2 separate regions of the Anas platyrhynchos genome follow, and region 2 is linked to region 1. A link is a contact called in public Hi-C data. All regions are on one chromosome and are shown on one strand. The core of a region is the stretch at or near the end of the contact, and the rest is flanking DNA. Distances in the headings are between cores, read along the strand shown.

Evidence for each region. Hi-C and Micro-C count contacts between places; a contact is called where the count stands out from the background.
Region 2: a contact with region 1 is called in a Hi-C map of liver, with 2.5 times the contacts expected there. The contact joins the promoter of SPTLC3 here to the enhancer-like site in region 1. A contact is called at or near these places in 3 of 8 Hi-C or Micro-C datasets (F1 follicle, liver and subcutaneous adipose tissue).

The regions. Positions count from the first base shown.
Region 1 is chr3:10,295,321-10,302,721 of IASCAAS_PekinDuck_T2T, forward strand. All of the region lies in intron 9 of SPTLC3 (serine palmitoyltransferase long chain base subunit 3), which reads right to left. Among named protein-coding and RNA genes, the nearest start is that of ISM1, 62 kb to the left of the region's middle. Within about 2 kb of position 4,186, at least 1 of the 8 cell types and tissues checked has an H3K27ac peak or open chromatin away from gene starts, as enhancers often do.
Region 2 is chr3:10,357,424-10,364,824 of IASCAAS_PekinDuck_T2T, forward strand. It overlaps SPTLC3 (serine palmitoyltransferase long chain base subunit 3), which reads right to left and starts at 4,762. Exons shown (of 15, transcript XM_072035283.1): 1 at 4,745-4,762; 2 at 3,586-3,706; 3 at 1,616-1,677.

The DNA of each region.
Region 1 (7,401 bases), core at 2,936-5,435:
AAAAATCCTGTCCTTCTCAGGAAGAAAAGCCAATGAAAAAAACGTTGATGAGAAAGGGAGAGAAAAGTGGGTACAAGTACACAACATGGATACGCTAATTAGGTGCCAGAATGCTTGGAACTGGCAAGACCTTGATATAAGGAGGCCTGGAGCAATGTTAGAAATTTAGCTGCTTTCTCAAGGTCTGATTGCAGATAAGCTAATAAAATGCTAACAGGAAAGCCACTGAAGTTTTCAAAAACACAGAAAAAAAACAACCACAGGCACAAGAGTCAGATCAAAATGTGACTCTCAGTGCAGAGGTGAAATCAGTGTTCTGGTGTCTGCACATGGACGAACTCTCTCCAGAATGAATTACAATGCTACTTTTCAGGAATCTGAACTGACATTTCAAAACATTTTCAAAGAACACCTTACAGAGACTCACACTACACCAAGGAATGCTGGAGATCAGCTCAAAGTTTTGGTTGGGAAAATGAATGGCATTTTGTCCTGATATGAACCCAGTTTTTCAGCAACACATCTTAACATAGTTACTGTTACCTAAAATTATACAAAGCTAATCTTTAAAATAGAGTTCTCCCAGCTGAAGCAAAGACGCTTTAGTTATATTAGTGTTAACCTAGAGCTTGGTTTCCACCTGACTGGAACCAGGCAGTTTGCACAGTACCTGTCCATCACCACGAATAACCTGAGAGCTGAGAGATGGCTAGATATGTCCTGAACCCTTAAGCTTTGGTACCTTGATGTTTGCTGAGGTCCTGGTCTCAGTGAAAGGTGCATTTCTCAGAAACATCCGTGCCACTCTGCACTTTACAGTGTGATCTCTTGACCTAGCAAGCCCTTGCTTTAACTTGCAAAGCACAATACATACATGATAAGCCCTTATTTCCACTGTGCAATCACCTGTACAACTGGATGGGTTCCCAGATGGAAACGCTTTTATGAATAATGCAATGCAGACAGCACAGTTTCCACTAGATGGCAATAAAGGAAATAAAAATTCTTTGGTGCTTTAAAAAGGGAATTTATAACCACACTGAGCACGTTTTGTGAAAGAGAGCTGCTCACCTTCTCTTCTGGGTAGATAATATTCAGAAATCCTTTTCGGTTCTGAGAATTAAAGGACTCCACAGAATGACAGAAAGTTCATGGGTTACAAAAATGAAATAAGATATTCAGTCTTGAACTCAAATTTAGGCACAAATTTTAGCATCAAATTTCTCTCCTGAATGTAATTGTCTTTGTCATCTAAATTCCTTTGAGACTTTTGAAACTCCCCTCTGAATCATGCAGGGTGCTTCAATTCTGTATTCTGTCTACTTGTCAGTCCAGATTTGGGGAAAGTCAGCTTACCCAACCTCTAAGCTGAAATCACAGCTTGGAAATTCAGTTTTCACATGAGCCCACAGAAAGAAAGAGGAGAGGCTTATGAAACGCATATCATTTTTTTTTTTTTTTTAAGAGCTATTTGAAAAAGTCCATGGATGTAAATCGCTCCTCTGTCCCAATGAGTGTACAACGCAGGACTGCAGATATAAAAGAACCTCTCCAAGGCAGGAGCTTGCCTGACTTTACCCATGACAGTCCTGCTGAAGTTAAGGACATGTCTGCTTTCAGGATCAGGGCTATCTCACTCTGCTTTTGATGTCTCATTCTGAAAAACATGTAGGGGGGCCTTTCTTAAGCCTTTAACAGCCAACACATTAATTTTCTTAGGTGCAAATGAATTTTACTGAACCTTATACTCTGTGCTTGCAGCATTTCATTTGGAAAAGGGAAATTGAAAGGAGAAAAAATATCTATTGCCTTGAATCTGCCCTCCAGAAGGCAGCTTCTGTTATTCAGACAAAGTAAAGTTGTTTTCTGTGCACTTGGACTTTCCAGACAGTGGGGTATACTGTGGGGTATACTCAGTTTCAGGAAATAGAAGAAAGTCATCTGGGGTTGCACTACCAAATTATTTGGCCATTAAATATGGTTCAACTGGGGGAGGGAGATGTTGCACGAGTCCATCTCGAATAACCAGTTATGGGAAAAATAACTGTCCTTCCTCATTTGACCATCACTAGCCCAGGCTTTTCAGTGGTAGAGGCTAATGACCGTTCACCAGGCCTAGGAGGTGGTGGTAGGAATTTCACTTAGTTAATTACTCAAAGCACAACCAAACTTATCCTTTGCCTCAGTTTCCACCTTATCCCTTTGAAATAGTGTTTGGATTTAGAGGATAAGGTTTCCTAAGCAGGGGCTGTGGATCACTGCGGTTTTTAGAATTTAATAGAGACTTGCACAACCCTTGTTTGGGATCTTTCAGAGTTACTTCAGCAGAAATAACACCACAAACTGCCAGTGGGTCAAGGCGAGCCTGGACCTGGGCGGGCTGTGTGTCATGCTGCCTCCAGTGCAGGTGGGACTCCAGGCTCCTGCACGGGCCCCTGCCTTCTCCCAGGCACGATGTGCCTCCTCCTCACAGGTAGACACGGCGTCTCCACCCCTCAGCTCCACATTACAATGCTGGGGACATCATCACCATTCCTCTGCGTGGGCTGAACACCTCCTGTGTGATGTCAGCCGAATCCTTTTTAATTAGGATAAAAAGGCTCCCACTACCCTTATCGCATTCTCCTTTCCTTCCTATTGCACTTGCCACTCTCGTTGTCAGTTTCTCACATTTTGAACTCTTGTGCAAGTTCTTTAGGCAGACACTGTGGCTACCTGCCCCTTCCCAGTCTCCCACACAACCAGCTCCCCCCTGCTGCAGCTCCTGCCTCTCCTCTCTTGCTCTCTCCCCACTGATACCTTTCCTGGTCACTGTCCTCTCATCGGTGACCCGACTGCCTAGCTCTGATGCTGTCCCTCCTTCCAAATCCCTAGAGCAAAGGGAAACCACTGCAAGGCTTTCACTGAGCTAAACATCACCTACCTCTGGGACTGTAAAAGTGAAATTTTCAATTTTCATTCTAGTGAAAACTAGACTTTGAAAAGTCTCTGACTGCTGGCACAGCTCTGAACAGAAAGAGTGCCCTTGGAGTCATTTGCCTGAAATCACAGCTGGGATTATTTTTGTTTGGAATGGTTGGGGGTGGTATAGGGAAGTGGTAGTTACTGCAGCCACAGCAATAGTCTTAGATCCCCCTTCTTAACTCCAAGAAATACACAGCTGGGTGTAAGCAAAGAGCACTCGCTCAGGAAAAATTCGTGCTCACATGTGGCAGGTCAGAGATGGCTTTCTCAAGTCAGAGAGGGCAAATGCAGACACAGCACACTAGGAGCAGGATATACCAGTCTTCTCTCTGTGGCAGCGTCTGTATGTGTCACAGGGAAATACATGTCAAACTGGATTAGACTGTGGTCGATCTATCTAGCGCAATAATCTTGTCTCTGATAGTGGCCAGAGGCTTCAAACAGGACAAAACCTTAGTGGGTAATGTGCCTTTCATCCTGCTCTGTAATAGCAGGAACAGAGCCCTCCCTTCTGAAATTCAAGGACCAATTACACCTCCAAAGGAAAAAAAAAAAAAAAACAACAAAAAAACACACACACACAAAAGGACCTGTCTCATATGAAGCCACTGTAAGCTTATTTATTTATTTTACTAATACAGATTTTTGACTAATTTTTACTTATTAATTTATCCCTGTTGTTTTCTCTCCACTTTATTTGTTTACTTGCTTAAAGGCATGTAACTGTATCCCCCCGCTCCCTTTTTTATTTTTTAGCTAGAGAATATATTTGCACTGGAACATGAGGGCCTTCTGCTATCCTTTCAGTGTTAATTACAACTCCAGACAGCTGTGCTTTCTCTAAGGCATCCTTGTGGCACACACAAAGTTTAGTTTGACTGAGTGGACCAAGAAATGCCAGATATGGAATAACAAATTCACCTGTTGTCCAAGCAGGAACCATTTTGTATGGAAACCTGAACAGCTCATGCCTGCATGACACACAGCTGTCCTCAAACACCTGAGCTGTGAGAACCCCCAAAAACCCTCACTATTTTCACAACACTCCTGCAAGGTCCATGAGGAGGAGGTAGGAATGTACCACCGCAATCCTCACTTTTCAGATGTGGATTCAAGCGCCAGATTTGAGGTCAGATTTTCATCTACCCAGGGTGCTCGGTTGTGCCTTGCAATTGCCTGCATTCCTCACAGTATCACTTACTCTGATTGCATGTTGAAGTGCCTTTGCAATGAAGAGAACTGGAATTTTCTTTTCCCCCGTGGCCTGATTTCTGTGAGTAGTCACGACATTCTCACAGGTTGCTCAAGCAATTGCAAATCTAACCCTGAAAATGTGACTGCAATTTAGCTGCTTGATGCTATAAGGCAAAAATGCAGTTGAACTAGAAAGAACAAACAAATCCTAAGTCTCGTACAGCATGTCCTCATACAAGCTCATACGAACAGAATTCACCTGGATGTAGTTAGTCAGGAACACCCTCATTTGTCCACTGAATGAGCAAAGATATGCTCTCACCTGATGCTAGTACAAGGCACAGAATTGCTGCAACTGAAAACCCTTGATAAAAATCACGAGCTGATTAATGGTTAGCTGCTTGGTTTTGCTTTTCAAGTTTTATTGGAAAGGTTAAGAGATTTTGGCAAATATTTATCCAAGAAAAAGGTCAGGGGTTCTGAAAAAGTGCTTTAAAATATGTGACGTAAAATAAAAGACTGTCTTTGAAATACAAAAAGAACAGGCAGTATGTCAATCTTTCCCAGGGCCAGAAAACAAAAGCACCCATGAGCATAGCCCCCACATAACTGAAGGGACATCCACGTGGGTCACTTGGGAAGGATGGGAGAGGCTCTCCAGAGCACAAGTCTGGTAGGGATAACATCCTTCTGGCACACACCTAACCAAGGCCAGGCCACTACTGCCACAGAGGTGGGGAGATGTCTTCGCCTCCTGTCCTCCTCACACTGCACACTGGCCATTGGGCTATGCTACTGGCACAGTTTCACTTCAAGGATAGAAATGCAGCTCTTTTCCAGCTTCCTAAACAAATCACTGCCCAGGAAACGAGGCCTGATACAAACCTTCTTAGTCTAGCTGTCTGGAAATGCACCTATAACTCCTATCAATTAACCCAATCAATTCCATCTTAAACCTAGTCAGATTTAAAGCTCCAGCTACTGGGTTAAAAAAATGTTCTAAAAGTATTATTTCTACAGAAGAATGTTGGGAATTAATAGAAAGGAAAAGAAAATGGATAGAAAAGTGTTTATTTTTAAGCAACAAACATCCTAGTGATGTGGCAGGTGACCCCAAGATTGCCTCTCTACCTCAACTCATTCCACTGGCAGCACAACCTGTGATATTCAATGAGACTGGCAAAAGGCTGGCTGATGTAGAGCAGAAATTTTAGAAGGGCCTTCTTACTGCCCAAATGCCATGGAGACGGTGGAGGGGAGGTTTCAGTCTTTGCTACGACTGCCTTCAGGAAACAGGAAAGCTGGGAGTCACCAAATGGCCTCACATGGCTGCGGGACTCTTCCCAAGCATTGTGCTACCGTGCTGTCCCCACCTACAGGGACAGATCCTGGTGCAAATCAGGCCCAACTGCATGGACATGTAACCCCAGGATCTCAGTTGGGATCCAATTTAATAAATAATAGTAATTAAAAGAGAACTGCTATTCCCACTCCTCAGAGCAGGGGTTCCAGGAGGCAGAGCTTTGCTGCTAACATCCACAAAACCTCTCAGATCCCTGGAGCAGAAATACCTTAAAGGCCAAATACCTTGTGGCACACTGCTGTGACCCCAGCAGGGTGAAGACTAGAAATACTGCTAGTGAGAGCCCATAGGAAGGGGATGTTCAGTACTTCTCAGTTATAGGACTGGGGTATTCTCCTCAATTTCTCTCTCCTGGATGACCTGTAGGCATGTGCCCGTGCATTTCTCTCAACCCAAGCCTGTAAATTCCTGTCTGTTTACAAGGAAGGGATTGTTCACCTGCAGTCAGGATGCAAGGCACATTCCTATGTCCAAATAAAAAGAGATTTACAGATTCACATCTTGTTTTTGCTGTATTATTCACCTTAAGGTTTGAAAGCTTTCTCGCCTACATAATAGCCTTTGAAAGATGAATACGTGGCAATAATAGATTTAAAATAGCAGTTTTTGCTCTATTTTCTGTGAAATACTTTTTATAATAGAATATGATTTCCTATAATTTATTTGAACATAATTTTACTATTATAAGGGGAAAAAAGAAGGGGAGAGATTTAGTGTTAAGCTTGTTAGAAAGGGAGGCTATCAGCACACACCTGTTCATGTTTTTGCACACTATTCAGAAGCAGCTGGTTCAGCTTTACAAACTCGTTATATAATTATTCCTCCTCGTTTTGATAACCATTTATAATAACTGCAACAAGCATTCACACCTCACCTTTCTCCCAGTGTCTCTTCTATACATACGCAACTAAGGAAGTCAGAGCCAAAGTAAATATGTTCGAGGCAGCCTTATCAAAGGTATTACACAGCATTTCAAAAGAGGCTGATATAAGCAATAAGGAGCGTGGAAAGATCCTGCTTACTCAAGCTGCATTCTAACAGCAAAAAGGTAACTTCATAATCTGCTGCCTGATTTAAACTTTTTGTTTGGTTGGTTGCTTACTCTTTTGCACAGCAAGTGTGTCTCAGGCACCAGCGGTGGTACTGCCTGGCATCCTCTCCGTTGTCTGCAGCGCAGGGCAATACTGGGTCAAGTGGCATGCGTGTGGGGCTTGGCACAGCTCCAGAGGAGATGAGCCAACTCATGCCAGCGGACAACTTGGCTCCGTACTTACAAGCCAGAAAGAAAAGCACATTAAGCCCTAATCCTCTTTGGGATTGGATTCAGATTTACTCTTTTCTTCTGCGCCTTGCTGGAAAATTGTTCCAACCGCTCAACAAAGGGCCCTAGCCAAGCCTTTGACACAGTAACATCCTGCAGTTAATGCCAGGAGCCAAGCTCTTTAAAGGATCATTGATTTCCTTATATGAAAAGGCACACATCAAACCCCTCTCCATCGAAAGGAGGAGGTGGAGGGTATTGACCTTTTCTATGAGAATGCAGAGGAGGATTTTAAAAAGACAAAATGCATGACTACCTGATGCTGAAATTAATGCTTATCAAAGTTCTTCATGTGATAACTCAAGGTACAAAGTTTTCTATTCATCCACAGGGCCAATTCAGCATAAGGAACCTCATTTTCTCATCAGGCAGCATGACACGGATAATGGCTTAATTCCTGTTTGTGAGCATGACAATGACAGTACTAACATAGCTGGACGTTTTGGGCGTGTGTTCGCACACCAGTGTATATCCTGTATATCCATGAGTGAGAATAATCATCTGGGAGCACAAGCAACACAACTCTGATATAACAAAACAAACAAGTAGCTATTTAACT
Region 2 (7,401 bases), core at 3,512-6,011, 63 kb after region 1:
TTTAGTACAGTGACAGCCCAGAAAGATATGTAGATTTTTATTGCAGAGGTGGACCGTTACTAACCTGCTTTCAGGCTCAGAGATTGAGAAGTGGCACAATAACATAGTTCTGTGGGAAGTCACATGCACAGAAGCGCATGTAGAAAGGACTTCCACAAAGCAAATAGGAGATTCCTCTTTTTTTTTTTTTTTTTTTTTTTTTTTTTTTTTTTTTTTTTTTTCCCCAAGCAGCCAGCATTTTCTTCCTCCTCTTTATCTGGACTAGAGGATCTTCAAGGGCCTCTTCCAACTGAACTACTCTTTTATATTCTTTCCCTCCCATCTGATTCCCTGTCTCTAAAAGGAAAATTTAAAAAATAATATCTTTAAACCCCCAAAACAGCTCTGGGCAGTCCAGAACAGATATCACCTTTATAATTAGACACACCTCATTAATCCTCTCCAATTCTTTGCTGGATGGCTCAAGGGAAGCTCTTGGGAAACAGCATGGAGCAGGCAGGGACTTGATCTTTTACACTATCTGAATTTCATCTGTACTGTTTTATTATCACAATCTATTATTTCTATCTTCTCTTCCTTTCAACAGATTTTTGTGGATAAGCTCTCAGTAAAGCACAAAGAGCTTTTGGCCTTCATCCATCCTGCTTGCCTGCAAAATCTTCAGAAAAAAAACACAACAACCACAAAAAAAAAAAAACAAACAAAAAAAAAACCATGGCAGAGTAACCACAGAAAATTCTGAGAATTCTTACTAGATGTTGATAATAAAAAATGTTTGCATGAGAATAAGTAAGGGAAGAGAGTTCCAGTTATGATCGCAGACTGGCAGTAAAGCAATGATACATACAAGTATTTATTGGGAATCAAGGGTTTCCTTTGATGTGAATAAAGTTACTGAACTGATCCGAGCTGGAAATCTACAGTACACAGTTATAAACCAATACACCCATTGAAACAACGTGGAGAACTAGGCACCCTGTGTGAACACTTGTAAGACCACACAAACCGGCAGTTTCATAAGCTTTCAAAAACTTTTCTTTAAGACTATAACTCCTATGAAGACAAGGATGAATTCAGTTTAACAGCTTGATTACACTAACCAGGTTCATGAAGGGATCAGAAAACATGTTAAAACCAAATGACCCTTCTTATCTCAGAAACTGAAGGATTTTTCAAAAGCTGCTTTTGAAAGCGATGAAGTGCTAATAAATGAAGATACATTTCTAGCAACTGTGCACTTTGAGGAGAAAGGAGGAAAAGTTTTTCACACCTACACGAAAGCACTTGTTTTCAAAGGGAAGCTCAAACATTGCTGACTAGAGCAGATGCTCTGTTTATGCTCTTTGCACACCCCTGGCGCAGAACATATTCTGAATTTGGATTCCCACCAGCTCTATGTCTTATGTTTCAAATTTGTCATAGGCTCTCCAGACCATTTTACATATGGAACATAGTGGAGATCCAATCACACCTCCAGGTGCTTATGTAACACTAAAAATTACCTTTAATTGAAAAACAGAATAGACTGCAGCAGGGATTTTTGCTGTTGATATCAGTGCAACCAGAATTATGCTAGCTGTATGTACTAATTAAGTTAATTTAAAGCAAACATTACCTCATGGATTGCCAGACCGTCACTCTGATGACCCAAGTACTCCCAAGTTGCAATGGACATACCTAAAAATCCCAAAGTAAACATGTTATAAATACTATTTCTCATTTTAATATTGCATTCTGTAAAACCCACGCTTGATTGAATGTTCCAGTTGCTACAGGGAGATGTGCTGAAACCTTAGTATACAGTAGGGTAAAATGGTGATACATGAACTAATTCCAGCTGTTTTATGCACATGAGTTATGAAGAACACTATTATATGTCCAGATGTCAGATCACCTTATTGGTGGATGGCTAGATCTTTGCTTAGGTGTACTGTCTCTCTTTTTTTTTTTTTTTTCTTTTACCACTTAATGCATAACTGTTAGATAAATTCAGCATACTTCTTGTTACTCTCAGATGTGATTCCTTCTTCAGTTAGGGTTAAAAATCTCATTCTTCTCTTTCACTGTAGTAATACATTATTTGCTTAAGTTGCTACATGTCAGTGGAGTTACAGCAGTTACAGCAGTAAATAAATTGCCAGTCATGGCCAACATATTCAATTTCTAACTACTAATGTAGTGGACTTGTGAAAAAAGAGATTAATAAATCCATAGATGATTTATTGTATATCAGTAAAAGATGACAAACAGGCACACTATAACCAGACCTAAATTTCATGTATTAGCACGTGCACGTCATTTTGGATGTTATTCTTGAATTGATAAAGAAATCATACATTTAAAATGTTCGATTTCTATTCCAGCACCATCAATGATTAAACCTACCACTCAAGACAGGGTTTAGATAAAATTTATAAAGTACACCCAGTTTTTCAGTTTATAATCAGCAGTGCACACCTTAAATAGCCTATGTCTGCACTAACTTGGTCATTTAAATACCGAAGACTAAGTTTTGCGTAGAAAAAACATCAGGCATCCAGGCAGCCAAGTGAAGCTTATGGATAATTTTGGAGGTCAATTAATCTTGGGGTGATACATCTGCCTGAACTGTTTTGATATATCAAAATTGATGATAAAGACCTCTGCTTTTTTGCTGTTATTACCATTATTTCCATAATCTTTTTTTTTTCCAGTGTTCATAAGCTGAATAGTATATAATATCTTTAATATGCTCTAAAAGTTCATACGTACCCACAGATTTTGAATATTTCCTTTGAGAAATGAAGCTTCTAAATTCTTTTATTTCCCTTTTTATTATTTTTAACAGAAAACTGAAATCTCAGACCACCTGTTCTCTGTATTAAAAGCCTGCCATTATCATAGCCTGATCAATGGAAATCCAGTGCATTTGTACTTTCCTCTGAAAACACCTACTTAGCTTTACCATTTTCAGTAGTTATGTTGATTTAAAAATTATTTTACCATTGGTTGTATTGAATTACTGGATACAGCCAACATTAATGATGGAAGTATCATAAAGTATGTTTAAAATAATAATGATTTTTAGTCCAAAAATTTCAGATGCAACTGGGTTGCATTTTCAAGCACTAATGCAAAACCCATTAGAGCTTAATATTCTCTTGTTACTGAAAGCTTGGAACCTCCTGACCAAAATTTAAGTTCCATCACCCCCAAAATCATACTTAGCAGCACAGATCTTGTTGCAATATTTTTCAAGCACTACTTTAGAATTTTCAGGAGTGATATTTTTTCTGAATTTGTTTTCAAATAATTCTGCTAACTATTGAGATCAGGGAGTGGCTCATATAAACTAAGATCCTTTCAGATGGGCTGATGGAACTTTCCTCAAGTAATAAGAAGAAATACAATATACATGTAAGCTGCTGTACTTGTGGGGAAAGAGTATTGGAAATTACTATGTTGGGTAAAGGGTTAAACTCTAATATTTGGGGAAATGTTCATACACTTAGTAGCAAGCATATTAAATAGTGCTCACATTAGCAATCTAGGCTAAATACAATGATGAAGTAGAGTCCTCTAGAAGTACAAGAATTATGAGCTTACCTTCTTCCACTCATTGGGCAAGTGGTCTTCTGGCAAATTACCTCAACACTGATAGAGCAGTCAAGAGTAAAACACTTGGAAAGCGGGTGATCTGAAGTTTATCCAAATCTCACTTTCCAGTCTGAAAAAAATAAATAGGTAATATTATTCACTTTTTATTTAACAAACAAACAATTTTACACATTTTAAAGGTTCTTTTCATTTTGCTTTTTGAAATCTCAGCATTGTAAATACTTTCATTCCTTCTAAACCGTAAGTATGCCCTTGTTAAAAACATGTTCACCAAGCCACAGAAGAAACTTCATAAAGACTCAGACCAATAAATAACTCATAACAAAAATTTGTATTTGGTGGTCTATAACAATCTGTACCACAGGCCCAAATAAAAAAAATCCCAACAAGTTTCCTTTCTTTTGGAACAAAATTTGTTTTTCCTTAGTTACAAATTATGCCCTTCTTTATTCTCTCATTACGTACAATAAGACAAAATAAAAATGGTTGCAAGCCATATGCACATGAAAATACTGTCTCCCTGGTTCCTTAAGCAACATTACCAGATTTTGTTCTCTGTATGTATTGAGATGTCAATCAGCTGTGAGTTCTCATAACATTAGGCAATTGCTGGAATTTCTTTTTTATATGGCACACATATCTGCTTAGGAATCTGTACACAAACCAAAGAAATGTTGTGGCACCTGACAATTTAATATCTTTGTAAGGATTAAGACTTCATAAATTGCACAGTGGATACAGTTCTGTCTCTATCCCACTGTACAAAAAGAAAAAAACAAACTTACTGGAATGTCATAGTCAGACAAAATCAACAGTAATACAGAAAACCTGACCAAGACAAAAAGAATATCGCAGTAACCAGAATTCTACTGCAAAAATACAGCAGTAAGCACCAGGAAATCTAGTATATCCTTCTGCTCTAGCTTCTTCCACATACAAGTATCATGCCACTACTACATTCTTACCTAGTACTTGATCATAATGATCATAAAGTCAAATCTGCAATTCTTACTCCTTAAATGAAGCACTTCACGTGATTAGACACAGTGAAGTCAATAGAGTAACTCACCCAAGCCAAAGGGTGAAAGAACTTTATAAACACCAAGGTGATTGCAAAACTTCTTTCTTGGGCCATTTCTCTACTGACCTCTTTCATCAGCAACGTGATCCAGAGGCATTTAACCTCTGTAGCTGTCCAAGGCAGACTTGAGTCTCTTTTTCCGAGATCTCCTGCCAGTCAGGCTAGTCTGTTCACTGGTCTCCGTAATTTGGAATAAGCCAGTGTGGTATCGTCATCATTTCCAGTTGCTGATGTAATGAAAGGAGCAGGGACTGCTCTATGCCATCTGTTCTTCTCTGGGTCATCACCGAATCAATCTAGGTAAGTTATTCTTAGCTACAAACATCTGAAACATTAAGATAACTGATACTGGACCAGGAACACAAATCTCCTCAGTATTAGTAACAAAACTCATCCAAAAAACGTAGCATTAACATATATTTAATGATGAAATTTCAGTTTCTGAGCAGGAAATTACAAAGGGATTTCACACAAAGCCTAGTTTCTGAGCAGGAAATTACAAAGGGATTTCACACAAAGCCTAGAGGTTATTGTTCATTGTTCTCATAATGTAATTGTTCAGTGCTTCCAGAAGTGTGAGATTTATACAGGCTCAGATGAGGACTAGTAATGCTACCCAGTTTAAAAGAAAGTAGCATTGTGAAATATCCAAAATATATTTTTTGATCTAACAACAAATAGCTACGTTTTGCAATTCTTACTCATTCAATGAAGCTCTTCATGTGATTAGACCTAGTGAAGTCAATAGAACTACTTACCCAAATAGTTGTTATGCTCCAACACCTCTTTATTAGCATTACTAAACTTAGTGACATGATAAATTATTTGCCTTCCCCATTGCCATTGAACAAATCATTTCAAGACGTAGCATAGAATTAAACTGTGCTAAACGTGACTCCATACACGGATTAACTTTAGTCTCATTTCCTGTTGTTATTGCCTGTATTTTTGCTATTCATTATTTCAGTTCTGTCCATTCTCTCTTAGGGAAATACATGTTAAGAGAGAAAAAATGTCTGTGTTGCTTATCAATCATAATGGTAAAGAGCCAGTAGGTAGGTTGCCTTATGAAAACTAAGATTTTGTCCTTCAGCAGTCTGATGATAGTTTACTACTGTTGACAGTTATTTCAAACAGACAGAAGAAATCAAGTTACTGTTCATCTTACTTACCTACTATAAAATTTCAAAAGGTTTTCTAAATAAAATTTGGTATATTTTCACTTTGGCAGAAATTCTTTTGAACTTTGAGAGTTTTGCTCCATCCATGGCTTTGTGATCTAGTTGCTATTTTGTTTTAACTGTAGTCCTTTCCCAATTTTGTGCTTCTCTCAAGTCAATGAAGCTCTGCAGAGGTATCATGGGATAGATGGGAGGATAAGAGTCGAATGAGAATTTACAAATTCATCCTAGAAACTGGTCTCAATTTGTAGATGGGGCAATATTGCAAAATGATCCCAAAATCTTTTAAATCCACAAAGTTCTGCAAAAGATGGTTTTAGAGATTCGTTTAAGCCTTGCATTTAATTGCACTGTAACTTTATTTAAACAAAAACAACAAAAATATGTTTCAGTTCTTGACTTGGGGATATTCGTTTTTCAGATTTACTGCATAAGTCTGAAACACCCTGAATTTGTTACAGAAGCTTTAGGAAGCTGAACAAACCCTGGTGTTCCAAAAATAATGCCATTTTTCAGGAGCTAGGAGTCCAAGATTCAGCTCAAAGCCAGTACATAAACCAGAGAATAAAATCATCTGAAGGAATTCCAAAACAGCAAGTTCTCTTTCAATATATTAACTTCAGTCATGGCCTTTTCATTAAATATGTTCACATTTTTACAGGAAGCAAATTTATGATTGGAGCTTTTTGCATGTTGCACAAGGACACTGAAAAAACAAAGCTTCTGTCCTATGGCATTCATTCATTCATTCCTATATTCCATGTGACCTTTAATTGTTGCATTATGCAAGGTAAGTTTGACAGACCTCAAGAAAGAACTGGAATCAAGTGTTGCATTTTCTAGTCACTATGGTTCTGTTGAAACAAGTCCCCGTGGCAAACAAAGAAGCACGTATTATAATATCACTGGAGAAGGCTAAACAAGAGCACTTAGAGCACTTTTAACCAGGCCTCATTCCACTCATCAGCTATGTGCATTCATCCCTTAGCTTGGGAAATGACTTCAGCTATCTTTAGCAGCTTGGATCTCCAAGCAACCTTTTCAGTATGTGACACTTTTTTTTTTTTTTTTTTTTTTTTTTTTTTTTTTTTTTTTTTGTAAATGTTGCTTAAAATTTCAAGCTAGTAAATTATCAGCTATAGCTTGCTCTGACACTGGTACATGTCCCTCAGTTCCAGAGTTTTCTTTACAGCTAACAGACATCTAAAACAGTGTTTTATTTTAAAAGTTTCTTTCCTCACCTGCTGTTCACTAAGCTGGCAAACAGCAGCTGACATCATGGATTTAGCGCAGCATTAATGCATTTTTTTTTGCATATCATTTCCATCTCTTCAGTGGATGAAAACATGCTAGAAATAGAACAGAGATGACTCAATATTTCTCATTAGGACAGACAAAACTGAATACTCAGCAGGGAAGGGTGCTAGAATCCGTTTTTACTGAAAAAAAGGTGTGTAGAAAGGGGTGGAGCAGGGATAAAGAACTGGCATTCTGAAGAATGGGTTGCACTATTCTACTTCTGTGAAATAAATAGGAGCAACT